Regions from separate parts of the Cricetulus griseus genome. Here region 1 is linked to region 2. The links are chromatin contacts, called in public Hi-C maps. All regions are on one chromosome and are shown on one strand. Each heading gives the region's core, a stretch centred on a gene start, on an enhancer-like site or on the middle of the called end of the contact. The rest is flanking DNA. Distances are from core to core; before and after follow the strand shown. Region 1 holds the start of LOC113836795 (heparan sulfate glucosamine 3-O-sulfotransferase 3A1). Region 2 holds the start of LOC113836797 (heparan sulfate glucosamine 3-O-sulfotransferase 3B1).

What was found. Hi-C and Micro-C count contacts between places; a contact is called where the count stands out from the background.
Region 1: a contact with region 2 is called in a Hi-C map of fibroblasts, with 6 times the contacts expected there. The contact joins the promoter of LOC113836795 here to the promoter of LOC113836797 in region 2. A contact is called at or near these places in 2 of 8 Hi-C or Micro-C datasets (the CHK-Q cell line and fibroblasts).

Annotation. Positions count from the first base shown.
Region 1 is chr7:78,374,211-78,377,393 of CriGri-PICRH-1.0, reverse strand. It overlaps LOC113836795 (heparan sulfate glucosamine 3-O-sulfotransferase 3A1), which reads right to left and starts at 1,618. Exons shown (of 2, transcript XM_027427152.2): 1 at 1,059-1,618. The coding sequence starts at 1,618.
Region 2 is chr7:77,887,187-77,890,152 of CriGri-PICRH-1.0, reverse strand. It overlaps LOC113836797 (heparan sulfate glucosamine 3-O-sulfotransferase 3B1), which reads left to right and starts at 1,340. Exons shown (of 2, transcript XM_027427154.2): 1 at 1,340-1,893. The coding sequence starts at 1,340.

The DNA of each region.
Region 1 (3,183 bases), core at 369-2,868, 490 kb before region 2:
TTTTTAGAAGTGTTTAATGTTTGGATCTGAATTTTTTTTTAGGACTAACCTATAAATTCAGCCCCTGAAATCAATCAGAACATGTTCTTGACTCCACACATGAAATACACTAGTCGCATCATGCCCGGCTCCGGTTTATGAATGATTCCTTCCGTGTATCTCAATTGTGTCATAACTTTTCTAATATTGTTTCAGTTATAATGAGAATGAATATTTTATGAACAGGCTGAACTTTATAAAATGGGAAAATTCTAACCATATGATTTTTCCTTGAACTTGGAGGAGGGGGGTGGATCAGTATTTTTACCTCAAACTAAATCCAGGCCACGCTAGAATTTATTGGAGTTTAGCTAACTCTTACATTATAGGTGATCTGAATTTGACACTGGCAAATAAGCTTACCTTGTAAATGAAGTTCACTCTTCACTGCATTTTCCTATGATTCTTTATTTTTTTAATCTCTTCCCCCTTTTAAAGTTAGCAGTCTTATTTGTAAAGATAATTTTTCGGAGCTCTTTAGAGACGTTTCTGTCAGGCCAACGGTATTACCAAGGAAATGTTCTTTAAAACCCAGCGACTGGCTGCTGGCCCTTGTTGGGACATAGATTATCTAAACTACATGAACTCCCGGGCACTTGACACTTTTACTAAGTCTCTATATGACTTACCACCTTGGACAACTATCAGGCAAAAGGTCAAGGCAAATAAAGATCATGTTAACCACAGGGTATTACCCCAAAGATAAAGGAAGAGAAACAAGCTTCCTTTGCTGAGATAGCTCAGTAATGACGAACAGGTTTCTAACTTTAAAGAAAACTCTCTCCCGCCTTTCTCTTTATTTTCCTTTATCTAAATACAAGGGTGACTTCGGTATGTTTTTAGGATTAAAATCAAGACAACAGCCTTTCCTCTCTCAATCTGCCCCTCCCCAAAGGAGAGGGGAGAGAATGAAAGCCCTAGTTGGGGACAGCTACTGCTTCCCCTTTGCCACCCTTCCCAAGTCTCCCCCTCTGGTCAGCCTGCACTCCGAAATGCCCATGAGGGGCTCCCAAGCTCACCGGTACCAGTCGAGGCCCTTGTGGTAGCTGCGGTCGAAAAAGTGGGGCTCGGCGCCCACTGCGCGCACGTCGGGGTGCACGCGCAGGAACTCCAGCAGCGCCCTCGTGCCGCCCTTCTTCACACCAATGATGATGGCCTGCGGCAGCTGCTTGCTACCCTCATCCAGGAGTAGGGCCAGGGTCCCCGACTGGGCCTCTGCCACGCTGCTTCCCGCCCCAGAGCCTCCTGGAGAGGCGGCCAGCCCCGGGTTCTGCTCGTCCTGGTCGCTGTTGTAGCCTGGCCCGGGCCGCCCGCGCCTCCGCCGCTGCCGCAGCTGCAGGAGGCGCTTCCTTTGCGCCCCCGCGGGCCACGCCGCCAACTCCCTCGGTCCTGCAGGGACACCGCGCCCCGGGACTCCAGCGACGGGGCCTGACCCGGGCTGGCAGCGCTCGGCCAGGCAGTAGAAGACATAGAGGGAAGTGAGTAGCGAGCAGAGCATCAGCAAGAACTTCCTGAAGATACTGCGCGACAGTGGCTCAGCCGGGCTGGGCTGGGCACCGGCGGGGCCCGAGGGGGCCATCCTAGCCGAAGGCGACTGACGACGCGCGGGCCATGCTAGGCCGGGACTGTGCCGGGTGCCCTGCCATCCAGCTCGCTGCCCTGCGGCCACATCGCCCGAGCGCCACTGCGTGCGCAAGAGCTGCCCCGCGGGGCGGCGGCCAGAGCTGGAGCGGGGACCAAAAGCCGCGAGCCCTTCTCGGGGTCCCGGGCTCCGGACGAAGGGGCAGAAAGGGGTTCGGGGCCGTGCTTAAGAAACCATCGTCTCGGGTCTGAAATGTGACCGAGTCCTGAGCCTAGCTGGGCAGAGCTCGGCGCTCTGGGTCCCGAGAGTCGCTGGTCAAGACAGTGCCGCAGAGGTGGCAAAGGCGCTGGGCTCAGCAGGGTCCTCAGTGGCCACTTGGTGCGGATCTGTCCTCAGCGACCGTGCATCCTTGGCTCGGTCCCAGTGGAAGGGACGCGGAGTTGCCGGACCGCAGAGCTGTGTGCGCTCTGGACAAAGCGAGTGACCGTTTTTCCCCAGCCGCTGGCTGCTCTGTTCTCCTGGCCCTCCCAGGAGCGCACTCTGGGTCTCAGCACGGAGCCAGGTCCCCTTAGCCTCTCTGTCTGAGTAGAACTCGAGTCTTCTGGCCTCTTGGGGCGCTCCGGAAGTCTACCCACTCCTCTGGGGCCCCAGCTGGGAGCTGCCTGGAGTGGACCCTCTGCTGGGGACCTGTCAGCGGCCGCTGCCACTGTGCTCCTAGATACTCCCTGCAGCCTCCTTGGCCTCTACCGCCACACGTGGGACGCGAAGGAAGGCAAACTTGGTGGTGACGTCAATGGCCCAGACTAGACCAACCCAGGGATCCGCGTTGGGGTGCCGAGCAGAGGCACAGGGCCGAGCTAGAGGGGCCAGAGGGGTGGGACAGGAAAAAAAAAAAAAAAAGGTGGCGAGGCTCCGCCCAATACACTGGAGAGGGCGGGGGCAACAGAGGCGACGCCCCTCCCCACCACCAGGTCTCTGGGCCGCTGTCAGACTGACAACTAGGGCCTGTGCCATTGTCCGGGTCTGCTGCCCACCACTTCAGCCCCTAGCCGCCCGATTAGGGTTTCCCAAGCCTGTCCAGGTCAGTTTAGCCTTTCGCGGCCTTGGCGCCCCCTAGATCCCAGTTCCCTGCTTCCACTTGTCCCAGGTTCTGCATCCCTACCCTTCTCCAACCAATCCATCCCATCCTCTCCTCATCCCAGAGACTTCTGAAGTTTTGTTTTCAGGAGTTCCTGGAGGCAGGCCACGGCCTGATTTGTCTGGGCAAAGAGAATTCTTCGGGGTAGGTGGACTTCTACTTTACCGTCCACCGAGGCCTCTTGATAAGCCGCATTTTGCTTTTTCCTTTGGACTTACTTAAAAGGATTAAGAGTCACTCAGAACCTAGAAAGGAACCCCTTAGGAAACATCCTAAATAAATCAAAAGTAGAAATTAAGATTTTTAAAAATTTGGGTTCGATCCAAATCATATACCCGGTTGTCAGTAAAGTTTAATACTTTGTGGGTGTGCACCTTGCGGTATGTGAGGCTGTGTTTGCACTCTTTGAGAGTTACGATTCCTT
Region 2 (2,966 bases), core at 91-2,590:
TACTCGTGGATGTGCCTCATATTGACATTTGACTTAAAAAAAAAAAAGGTTACTGGAGAAAAACGCCTAAGAATCAATGTCATAGGTCAGAAAACCAAATAATTTCCTAAGCGGGGCAGATACTGGCGTTATTGTTTATTTAAGAGAAAGGGAAGTTAGAGTATTTATCAAATTAGTGTTGCCAAGGAACAGATACCCATATAAAACCTCCTACATGCGACTTAAAGTTTCAGCTAAGGTCTTACAATTAAGCAGACCACTTCCCTCCCCAGTCCTTTCAAGACAGTTTGGAAAGCACTACGTAGAGTTTAGTCTATCCCGGTTAACCCGCAAGCCCAAGGAGACCGCTCTCAACAAATATTAAAATAGGCTGGGGAAAAGGTTGTCAGTGACTTTCGCCCAGATTTTCCTAGCTTAAACTTCCTAAATCGGCGTCTGTTGGGGCCCTCCCCTGTTGTTGCTTGATATATGTCGGGTTGGCTTTCCCTCTTCCATCCCAATCTCTGCTCTGCAACTCTTACAGTCAGGTACCGGATGGCGGAACTCTTGGATGGGGACTGCACAAGACGACTACAGCCAAGGCTGGCTCTAGGATCGAGTGCAGAAAAGCGCGCGTGTACAGGGGAGCGCCACTCAACTGGGTGGGACCTCTTCCAGCGCTGGGTCACTCCAGCATCTTCACTATCTGCTCCTGTCACCAGCCGGTGGCCCTGCCTCCCCAAGCCCGCCCCTTGGGTTCTGAAGCCAATAGTAACCCCAGACTGCTCTCCCCCCCTTTCCGAGCCCTTTCCACACCCCCACGTTCCTAGAGACGATTGGATGTTTCGACTTGGTGAAGCTCTGACATTTGCATGCTGCTCGCGGTTCCTGGTAGGTAGCGCGGCCCGTCACTCGGAAGGCCGGGACCGCCCACTCCACCTCAGTGCGGAGCTCTCTTCCTGCGCAGTTCTCCTCCGCAGCCTCTGCGGGCAAGCGCCGGGGCTGCTCTCAATCTCCTGGCTGCAAGGAGGCAGCCCCGGCGAGCTGCCGTGCGCCCCGTCCAGAGTATCCGGGGTACGGGGTACAGCATCCTCCGCAGCGCGTCTACCCGCAGTTCCCGCCGCCCGGACTTTGCATTCCAGTGCCGGGTTCTGGTGGGCAACATGTCAAGAGTCGTCGCTGCTGCAGCTGCCGCCGCCACCCGGGGAAGAGCCGCAGCCTCGGCAGCCGCGCGCACACGAGGGCAATAAACCGAATCCCTCGGGCGCAGAACGGCAGGGGACCGTCCCGGTGCTCTCGGCTCCGGCAGGACTCGAGCCATGTGCTGAGCCATGCCCCTGGCCGCGCCCGCGGGCCGCGCATGGGGCAGCGCCTGAGCGGCGGCCGGTCCTGCCTCGATGTCCCGGGCCGGCTCCTGCCACAGCCGCCGCCGCCCCCGCCGCCGGTGAGGAGGAAGCTCGCGCTGCTCTTCGCCATGCTCTGCATCTGGCTCTACATGTTCCTGTACTCGTGCGCCGGCTCTTGCACTGCCGCGCCCGGCCTGCTGCTCCTGGGCTCGGGATCCCGCGCTGCTCATGCTCAGCCTGCTCTGGTCACAGCTCCGAATGAGACATCCCCTAAGATGCCTTTTCGGGGGCCGCCGGCCAACTCACTGGCTGTAGGCAAGGATAAGACAGTAGTCGCCAGGAGCCAGGAGGAGCAGAGTCCGGAGGTACCGGACTCCCCCAGCCCCATCTCCAGCTTCTTCAGCGGCTCCGGGAGCAAGCAGCTGCCGCAGGCCATCATCATCGGCGTGAAGAAGGGTGGCACGAGGGCGCTACTGGAGTTCCTGCGCGTGCACCCCGACGTGCGCGCCGTGGGCGCCGAGCCCCACTTCTTCGACCGCAGCTACCACAAGGGCCTCGCCTGGTACCGGTAAGTTTCTTTTCCAGGGACCGCTGCACTGGCCGCGATCCCGACCGTGAGCCCCCACAGAGCCGATAATCGTCAGGTGGGGAGGGTACAACTTAGGGCAATCGAAGGAGGGCAGGGACCGAAGAGCGAATTCACCTTGCGGGTGGGCGGTGGCAGAGAATCCCGGTGCACCAGGCTAGGCTGTGACAGCAACTTACAGAAACTTGTAGCGGGGCGCGGTGGCTCCGCTGCGCGCTAGAATCATTCAGGCGACCTGGCTGCAAAGACACCGGGCAGCTACTGGGAAAGTGCCAGAGGAACCGTCTACCCTCCAGCGGTGGCAATATCCCACTCGAATAACTCGGCTAGGATTTTGTTGTCGTTCTCGCAGCCCGGGACCTGGGAAGGAGTGCTGTGGCAGTGTTGTGCGCCTCTGGGTCGCAGCCTCCTCCATACACCAACCGCTAGAGTCGCTTCTGTTGCCCAGATGCGGAGAAGGGCGCAGGCTAAGGCACCGCGCCAAGGCCGCCTCGAGTCTGTTAACTTTTTGTTACAATTCTCCTTGTTACCGGAACCCGAAGGGGTCTGATCCGCTTGGCTAGCGAGCCCCTTGTGTTTGGGAGGGTGGCGAGGTGGCTGCGCGGCTTTGCTGGCTGCGGCGCGCCGGGCGTGGAGCTGTGCTGGTCCCTGTCGGGCAAAGGCGAGCACTGCAGCCCGCAGCCACTTCGAAGGCTTCTGGGCGCCCTAGGAGCTACCGGTGCGTTGCTCCTCCCGGGTCTCTGAGCGGAGAGAGCTGGGCAAGTCCTCGAGTTTCCGCGGACCTAGTACATGTCCAGGCTCAAAGGAGATCCCTGGACCATTGATTGAGAAATGGGGGTTGCCTCGAGGTCGTGGCTTCCGGATGTGAGTCCAGTTCCAAAGGGACCCAGACTCCGGGGTCACAATCCCGACCTCTGCCCACTGCATCCCATGTTGCTGGTCTGGTGTGAGCTGCTGGAGGGGGTCACACCCCAGTCTCCGGAAACCCGGTCGGGTCCCCAGACCCTTAGGTCACCACCCAGCCTTTGCGTCTCCCACGAGTTTTTTTCCAGCCC